Regions from separate parts of the Sus scrofa genome. Here regions 1 and 2 are each linked to region 3. The links are chromatin contacts, called in public Hi-C maps. All regions are on one chromosome and are shown on one strand. Each heading gives the region's core, a stretch centred on a gene start, on an enhancer-like site or on the middle of the called end of the contact. The rest is flanking DNA. Distances are from core to core; before and after follow the strand shown. Region 1 holds the start of CH25H (cholesterol 25-hydroxylase). Region 2 holds the start of SLC16A12 (monocarboxylate transporter 12). Region 3 holds the start of LOC100151816 (interferon-induced protein with tetratricopeptide repeats 5).

Region 1 (2,700 bases), core at 192-2,691, 130 kb before region 3:
TTTTAAAGTCTATTTGAGAATTACACTACACTAGTGAATGTATCTTAGGCCATTTATTAAGCCTTCACTCTTGGACCCTTCAGTGTTCTAGAGAGAGACCATCACCAGTTCACTTTCTCAGACTTACAAATGAATTCTGCTCAGAAGTAAAATTTCACTCACTCAAATTCGCCCTCAACATAAATTGTCAACCTTCAAATTTCCTTCTAGCACATGCTGTTCTTTTCTTGTGGTTTCAGCTCTCATGCTTGAATGCTTTGGATGCTCTCAGATTTTTTTTAAGTGGGTGGCTTAATTAGCTAATAGACTGCTATCAGGACTGACTCCTTTGAGCCCCAGCCCCAACCAACTCGTTCTTCTCCTTATTTGATTCTTCCATCCTTTATTACTAAGCCTGTCAGCATATTCTCCAGAAAATCCTGTGCAGCAAGACCTGGAAGCCACAGCTTCAGCCTCCTTGGCCCAGGCTCTCCCCTCTCACTCACAGCACTCTGAAAAATAGCCACCAGCTTCTCCGCCTTTCCGGCCCATGAAACCATCTAGGACAGAAGTTTGTGTCCAATTTGCAAGTGCAACTGTCTCAGGGATCAGGTAAGCTCTCATCAGCTGTCCACTGTCATGGAAGATGCTGAAAAAGTGGGCACGTCATGTTGGCCAACCAAAACCAGCATCCACTTAATGGACCCAAATAAAACAGCCCTATTTAGTCTTGACTAAAGGGGTGTCATTTCCTGAATTGGCAAACATGTGCCTTTAAAACACTCTGAATTTACACAAAATTTATTTAACAACCTGATAGATGAATAGACCTTTTTAGGGCACTGAGTCTAACTTCTAGGATTTTTTTCTCACAATGTCAAGCATTATACCTTGCATATAATGAGTGTTCAGAAGGTATCTGTAGACTCAATGCTCATTTTAGAAGATATTGGCTTTAGATCAAGGCTAAAAAAAAAGAGTGTGTTTTTTTGTTTTTTTCCCCTGGGGCACTGGTTGATGTCATTTAGCTCTACTTACCCACTGGGATGGTTTTCCATGGAAGAGTTTTTTGTTTTTTTGGTTTTTTTTAACTGACTTCTGGTGGTATCAGAATTTTGGCCACATTATTTCTTGTGCTTCTCCAGTTGATTTTGACTCCCTGTGTATTTTTAACGTGGTGTGGTCTTTCTGACAGTGTTGGAGAATAGGAATTCTTTCTTCCCTAACTGCTGTAGAGATCAAATCACTTTTCTGAGAGTACAACAATCAGGTCTGTACATATTTAACATAATCTCAAAGCTATTTGGTACCACCTCACCAAAAGATCTTGGATAATGCCCACCCCCCAGAAAATAGAAAAGGTAGTTGAAAAAACCTTGTACCAGTGACATCATCTCTTTTTCTGTACCTTTATGGTTTTTTTTTTTTTTTTTTCTTTCCAAATCTAGGTGAGACTGTCTTGGCATCTATCTAACCGAAATGTTTATTCCTGGGTATCAGAGATACATGTCATAACAGCTTACAGCTGTAACACATCAAACTCAAGAAACAATCTCAAAGATCAAAATCTAACCCCTTGTAAAGATGAAAACTCCATCTCAGAAGAGTCAAGACCAACTAAGGTTCGATAGAAACTTATAGCCAAACTGAGAGCAAAACCCAGCCAGTGTCAATTTCAAGGTAGGTATCTCTACTACAGGAATTTGGTATTGAAATGGGGCATCAAAGTTGCATTTATAGGGCTGTTTACAAAAGACTCAGAAAACATTAATTATTAACACCAGAACAGTGGAGGATGCTGATGAATATGGGGGGTGGGGGTGGTTGTTAACCCCCCAAGAGATTTCTTGATGCCCTATCCGCCACAGATGCTACTGCATATTTGGTTTTATACACTTTTTTTATGTTTTGATCCATCCGTCACCTGTAAGTGGTGCTTATACGAATATTATTGGAACTCTCAACCTGCTTAAAATATTTAAAGCATATAAAATCATCCCCATTAAAAGCACACCATTGCCTGTCAAGCAGAGAAAACACTTGCTCACGCATCAAAAGGGTGTTGCAGAGATCAGTCTTATGAGAAGGCGTCACGAACCCGGAAGGCACAGTGTAAAAATGCAGAAGTATTTGTTTTAGTACTGCTGAAACAAGTTGGCAAAGAGTTTTACTTAGTTTGGAATTAAACTTGAAATCTGCACCTAGCCCAGTACAATAAGTACTTGTGAATGGATCACTGACAAATTTTTAAAAAATGAGAATTAGTATAACCTGATGTTGCCATTCAGGGGTCATATATTGAAAATCTCTCCATATACCAATTAAAAAAAAAAAAAAAGGGGCAAGAGTTCAAATTACAGGATATTTCAAATGTTTACATTTAACAAAATAACACTTTTAATACCCACAAACATAAAATATTCATTGTTTGGAGATAATATCAACAGTCTTAATAAGTGTGAAGCCTTGGTTAAAGCCTTCCCCACTTCCTCCCTCATGGCTGAGGTTCCGATCATTCTTACCTATTAGGCAAGGTTTTATTTTCAAGTCCCTTTTGAGGCACAGTTATTCTTTGAGGATATTTTTCAGATGTTATGCATTAGGCAAGAATTAGTCATAATCTGCGATAAGAAGGACCACAGACATGGTTGGCCTTACCAATCCTCAAATTACCAAGTGAGTCCTAAATCAACCCAGTTCTCAGCCTGGCCCAGAAAAGGT
Region 2 (2,700 bases), core at 65-2,564, 110 kb after region 3:
GTTTGTTTGTTTGTTTTTAAGGAAAAAAATAAGTTACAAGAGGTTCAGAAAGTTGATTTGTGAAACCCAAAGGCTAACCAAATAGCCCAGGACTTGCTGGAATTGTGCTTTTAAATTTTGCCACGAATACCTTTCCCTGAGTCTGCACTACAGATATCACTGATTTTCTTTAAGGTCAAGAAGCAACACAGAAATTAAGTCAATTGAAGGTTTTGCCCCCCCCCTCCCCATGAGGGACATGAGGAAGAGTTAAAAAGATAGAAAGAAGATACTCTGGACACGTAATCCAGAAGAAAGGCAGTCTCCCCTGCCTGAGAAGTCTGCATTTGGAAACCCCAGGAGATGAGGATCAAAGCCGCTCCCTCTCCAGCCACCTGCCCAGAAACTGCCCGAGGGCCGGCCCTACGTAGTCGGGGCCAGTGGGCACGTGTCTCCCGCCTGACCCAAAAGGCGCTTGGAGGGACCGGGTTGCGCTGGCGGGCTCCCCCAGCGTCTCCGGGCGCGGGGGCGGAGGGGAGCCAAGGGAGCGCCCTCAGCCAACCTCCGCCCACCCAGCCCTAGAGCCCGCCGCCCAAGCGCAGGATGCCCAGGTCACCTGTGCCACTGCGTCCTCTGCACAGCCGAGCCGGGAAGCAGGCAGGGGGTGAGCCGGGGGGATCCCCGGCCCCCGCGCTGGGGATCCGGGCGCCAGAGTGGCCGGCCAGGAGACTGCGCCCCAGCAGCCCGGCGGGCCAGGCTCCAGTGCTCCGCTGCCCGCCCAGACCTTGCAGACCCCCTGTCCGCCCTTCCCCTGCCCGCCGGGCCCCGCCACATGCTCACCTCGCGTGGACCGCTGCAGCCCGGGCGGTGGCGCGCGGACATGCCCCCGGGGCGCACCCAGCGTGCCGCGTGCCCGCGCGGTGGCCCCTTCCCCAGCCCCAGGCTCCGCGGTCCGCGCTTCGGAAGGGCGGGGAGCCGACGGGGCGGAGGCACGGGCGGGGCAGGAGCTGGGGGTCCCCCGCAGGCCGTGCGGGAGGCGGAGAGCGTGGAGGGGAGAATTGCAGTGCTCGACTCCCCCGGAAATGCACCGGCAAGTTCAGCGCCCCCAGCTATGCCGTGGACTCTCTGCCCCTCGGGTGAATGGACTTATCACCGGGCTCCGCACTACGTCCGGCGCCCTGGAGAGTGGTGAGGGGCGCGTGGGAGGAGGGCCGCCCCGCGGTTATGTAATAGACCGGCCCGCTGTGACCCGAGCCAACTCGCTTGGGGGCTGCCCGACCCTCTCGGGGAACAGCGGTGCGTGCCCGCGACCCAGGCGAGCAGTGGAGGGCCAGTGTTCTCAAAAAGAACTTTCCCCTGCAGGGTCGAAGAGCGAGCTCTGGAGAAGGCATCCAAGGGCTCCCTGAGGTGTATTTGGCAGGGGTCTAGTCTCTGCTAGCCAGCCCGTCCCGTTTCACAGCACAGGAAACAGGCCGCCAAGCGTTAAAACACCGTCTCTTGGAGTAAGGTGGACCTAGATTCAGTGTTTCTGAAAACCTCGGGACCTTAGGCAAGTTACTTAAATCTCTGAGCCTCAGTTTCTTCACCTGCAAAACGGCAATAGTAATTGTCCACTTCCTGTGGTTGCTGAGGCTAAAATGAGTGAGGCGCAGATTACACGCCCCCAGTAAACGGTACTGCCCTTGATTGTGCGAAGATTCGCCCTACTCCCCTTAGAGTCAGCTGTCTCCCTGGCTTGACGAAGGAGCTACCGGAGACCACCAAGAGGCACCCCAGGTAGACAGGTGCCCTGCTAACCTTCCTGTAAATTAGGCTCCCTGTCAGGAGCAAAGGCTTCGGAACTGACTACGTCTGATTTTAACTTCTTGGGGTCGACATGGTTGCTACTCACTGTCATCATCTGGGACTTTGCTTGAAATGCAAAACCTCAGGCCCAACCCCAGGAGGCTTCTAAGAAGAATCCGTAGGTGGTTCAGTCGGTTGTATGTCAAAGTTTCAAAATGAGTTCGACCTTTTGGAAAATTTGAGAAGGGGGCTAGAAAGTTATTGTGCTGCTCAGTGGCCACATAATACCTTAGGGTATTTTTAAAATAGACTACCAAAGCCCTTCCTCATTTTACACTCTGGCTGTTCTGTCCCTTCCTCTCTCCTCCTTCTCCTGCTCTTTCACTATAAATCTGGATCGAGGTCCTCTTTTCACTTGCAAAATCCTCTAGGTTACTTGTAAGTAATGATTAGTGAAGTTGGTCTAAAACACACAGAAGAATTAGCAAATATGGCTTGTAAAAGAATTCATTAACATTCAAAAGGGACTTAAAATATTAAGGCAGTGGTGAGCTCCGGGCTCTCATCTGTGAAGGTCTTTAGGTTAAAGGCTTGAATACCTTTGCAAGTCAGAAAAATTCTTCTCTTAGTTAAACATTGTTGTGGGTGGCAAAGAAGCCCCACTTTACATTTAAATAATGTAGGACAACTAGTTCCTTTAAAAAGTTTTGAAGAATAGAAAAAAACTTCACAGGCTTTCTTCCTTCTAAGTCACTAGTTATAGGGGCTCTAGCAAAGCCCAAAGCAATTGTTTTATTTTATTTTTTTTGTTTGTTTGTTTATTGTCTTTTTAGGGCCATACCTGCAGCATGTGGAAGTTCCCAGGCTAGGAGTCGAATCAGCGCTTCAACCTACACTGTGGCTCATGGCAACACTGGATTAACTAGTATGGATACT
Region 3 (2,700 bases), core at 200-2,699:
CCACAGCACATGGCAACACTGGATCCTTAACCCAATGAGCAAGGCCAAGGATCGAACCTTCATCCTCATGGATACTAGTCGGGTTTGTTTGCCCGGCGCCACAATAGGAACTCCCTTTATCTTTACTTCTCACACTAGAAATTAATTCCAAACAAGAGAATAATAAAGTCCCAAATGCACAACTAACGCCAGTTCTGTACCTAAATGTTAGCCACATTTAACATGATTCTCGAGGAGCAGAAACTGACTTGACCTACAAGCCATTTTTTCTAGCAAAACTGAATGAAAAATCAAAGTCAGTGTTTCTTAATTAACCAAATAGTAAAAACTATATATCGTTGCCCATTCATTTAAAAATCAAAGTCACTAAATGGTAAAAAAAAAAAAAAAAAAGTGGTAATAAGTGTCTTTTTGATGATGAATACTTTTTCTCAAGGTTTGAGAGTTGTCTTCGCCCTCTGCATAACCAGAAACAAGATGCAGAAGACAGAAGGCAGGACTTGTCGCTTGTCTGTTTTATTCATTGCTGTATTGACAGGACCTTGAACAATGTCTGGCTCTTAGCAGTTGTTTAATAAAACTTGAATGAATGACTGAATTTGAAAGGGACAAAAATTTTAGTGTATGGGCATTTGATACTTTCTACTTAGATTCCTAATACCACCCCATCTTTACTGGGACCTTATTATAGAAACACAGTTGGCAAGGACATGGAAGGCAAAGGAACTTTCACACAATTTTGGGTGGGGGTGCAGAAATGTCTTCACAAAGCTTTTCAGCAATGGCTACTAAAACTCTGAATGCTTACACATTTTGATCCCACAATTTCTCTAGATTTACCCAATAGAAATTATGGCTCAAGTGCACAGCATTGCACCTATGTTTGCTGAATCAAGATTTCAGTTCAGCTTAGGATGCACAAAGCTGTCAAGAGCATCGCCGTTCCCCAACAAAAATAACGCTTAACAATCTCCATTTTAGGTAAAACACCTCCCCCCCCAAAAAAAAAAACATAAAACAAAACAAAAAAAAACGTTATCGAGAGACACGCGAATTTAATGAGGCAGGTAGGAGCGAAGAGAGAAGTCCTAAAGCCCAGCTGCAAATTTCACCCTGGATGAACTCCACCCCGTCGCGCGCTGCGCAAACCTCTTGCCTCGGTTCCTCAGCCCGGTCGGGGGCCCCCCCAACTCAGCGCTTCCAGAACTTTCTGTTTCCCAAGCTGGACTCCGCCTGTCCGGGGATCAGATTCACTTTCTAGTTTCCTTTTCCCGCTCGGTCCGCGGTTGACAATGACTGCAGCCTAAGAGCGGAGGTAGCGCCGCGGTCCCCTCATGACCACGCGCACGCGTACAGCACGAGCACGCGCCCGCGAGCCCGCCGCTCGGCCGCGCAGGAACCGAGTGCTGAGGAGAAAGCCCGAGGGGACCGGCGCCTTCCTGCACGGCCGCGGAACCCAACCATCATGAGGTAAGGGCTTCTCCCCTCTTTTCCTCCCCAGCAACTTGTGGCCTTTGTTTCCCACCCGTGTTTCTCTTATTCCATTTGCAACGCTGCGCTGCGGCCCTGGAATGGGCTCGGAGCCCCTTGAGCCCGGCGGGCGGACGTCTGCGTTGGGGATGCTCCCGGGCAGCCCCGTCCTGGTCGGGGCGGCCGAGGGCGGGCCTCCCCGGGAGCTTGGCCGAGCGGACCCTACCCGTGAGTCCCGGGCGTCTGTAGTCCGGACCGTTGGCCCCGGGTGGGGGGTGGGGGGCAGGCGACGCGCCTCTTGGGCCTCTTACCTCCCTGGGGCTCCCGTCGCCGCGGTCCCCGGGCGGGTGCGGTTGGCCTCGGCGTGGCCGGGTCCCCGCAGGCCTCAGCCCCCCGGCGTCACACGCGTCGGCTCCTGCCATTTTGCCTTTCTGATTCCTGGGTCAGACTTCTCCCCACTTCCTTTGTACCGCAGACGGATATTTCTTGTTTCACCCCATCCAACGTTTTCTGAGATTTTCTTGCTCAGAGGAAGATGGGGTGGGGTGGGGGGGACCTTGGCTCACCCGTTTTATTGGCTCCTGCCCTGCACCTGGGTAAGGAACCGTCCGCATTTAGGACGTTGAGGAGTGGAAGGCTCGGATCTTGGGCACCTGAAGCCAGTGGAGCCCTTTGTTCTAAATCCTGATTCTGACCACGTACTAGTTGGGTAACCCAAAGCAAAAGTTTCTTAAGCTCGGCGAGTCTGTTTCTTATCTGTGAAAGGTGATGGCTTCATCTCTTAGGAGTGTGAACAGGGTCCGTTGACTGCTTGGCACACGATATTTGCAAAAATGTTGCCTATCATTATATGTTTTTTAAAAATGTAATAAGTGCCTCACTTCTACCATTTTTAAGAAGGGAGGGAGGTGAGAGGTATCAGGAAGGGGCCTGAAGAGACAAGGAGGGAAAGTTAGGTGCACTGTCTATGTATGCAGGATGGGGTGGAAGAGGGGTGGACTCCACTGGGGACTAACTGTTCTCCCAAGGAAAATGAAAGACCGCTCCTTCCTGGCCAAAAAAAAAAAAAACAAAAAACGCCAAAACAAAACAAAACCCTCAAAGTCATCTGAAGATAAATGTTCCATCCTCAAACACAGTAGCCTCTCTCTGCTAGTTTCCCAGAGATAAAGTTAAAAAATTAAGTGGACAAAGCTTTTGAAAAAGTGAAACTTCCCATAGTATCCAGTT

What was found. A called contact is a pair of places that touch in the nucleus more often than the background predicts.
Region 1: a contact with region 3 is called in a Hi-C map of skeletal muscle, with 5 times the contacts expected there. The contact joins the promoter of CH25H here to the promoter of LOC100151816 in region 3. A contact is called at or near these places in 5 of 5 promoter capture datasets (fetal liver, fetal skeletal muscle, liver and 1 more), 22 of 47 Hi-C or Micro-C datasets (blood, brain, embryonic fibroblasts and 13 more) and 2 of 2 datasets of contacts at active chromatin or transcription factors (alveolar macrophages and skeletal muscle).
Region 2: a contact with region 3 is called in a Hi-C map of fetal liver, with 2.0 times the contacts expected there. The contact joins the promoter of SLC16A12 here to the promoter of LOC100151816 in region 3. A contact is called at or near these places in 3 of 5 promoter capture datasets (fetal liver, fetal skeletal muscle and liver), 2 of 47 Hi-C or Micro-C datasets (fetal liver and undifferentiated spermatogonia) and 1 of 2 datasets of contacts at active chromatin or transcription factors (skeletal muscle).

Annotation. Positions count from the first base shown.
Region 1 is chr14:101,127,181-101,129,880 of Sscrofa11.1, forward strand. CH25H (cholesterol 25-hydroxylase) reads right to left here and starts at 1,442. Exons shown (of 2, transcript XM_021073089.1): 1 at 1-1,442. It overlaps LOC102164066 (a long non-coding RNA gene), which reads left to right. Exons shown (of 6, transcript XR_002338591.1): 3 at 394-591; 4 at 1,428-1,659.
Region 2 is chr14:101,367,036-101,369,735 of Sscrofa11.1, forward strand. SLC16A12 (monocarboxylate transporter 12) reads right to left here and starts at 1,315. Exons shown (of 7, transcript XM_013983535.2): 1 at 820-1,315. LOC110256785 (a long non-coding RNA gene) reads left to right here and starts at 1,476. Exons shown (of 3, transcript XR_002338770.1): 1 at 1,476-2,700.
Region 3 is chr14:101,253,369-101,256,068 of Sscrofa11.1, forward strand. It overlaps LOC100151816 (interferon-induced protein with tetratricopeptide repeats 5), which reads left to right and starts at 1,450. Exons shown (of 2, transcript NM_001315572.1): 1 at 1,450-1,470. The coding sequence starts at 1,466. It also overlaps a transcript of LIPA not described here.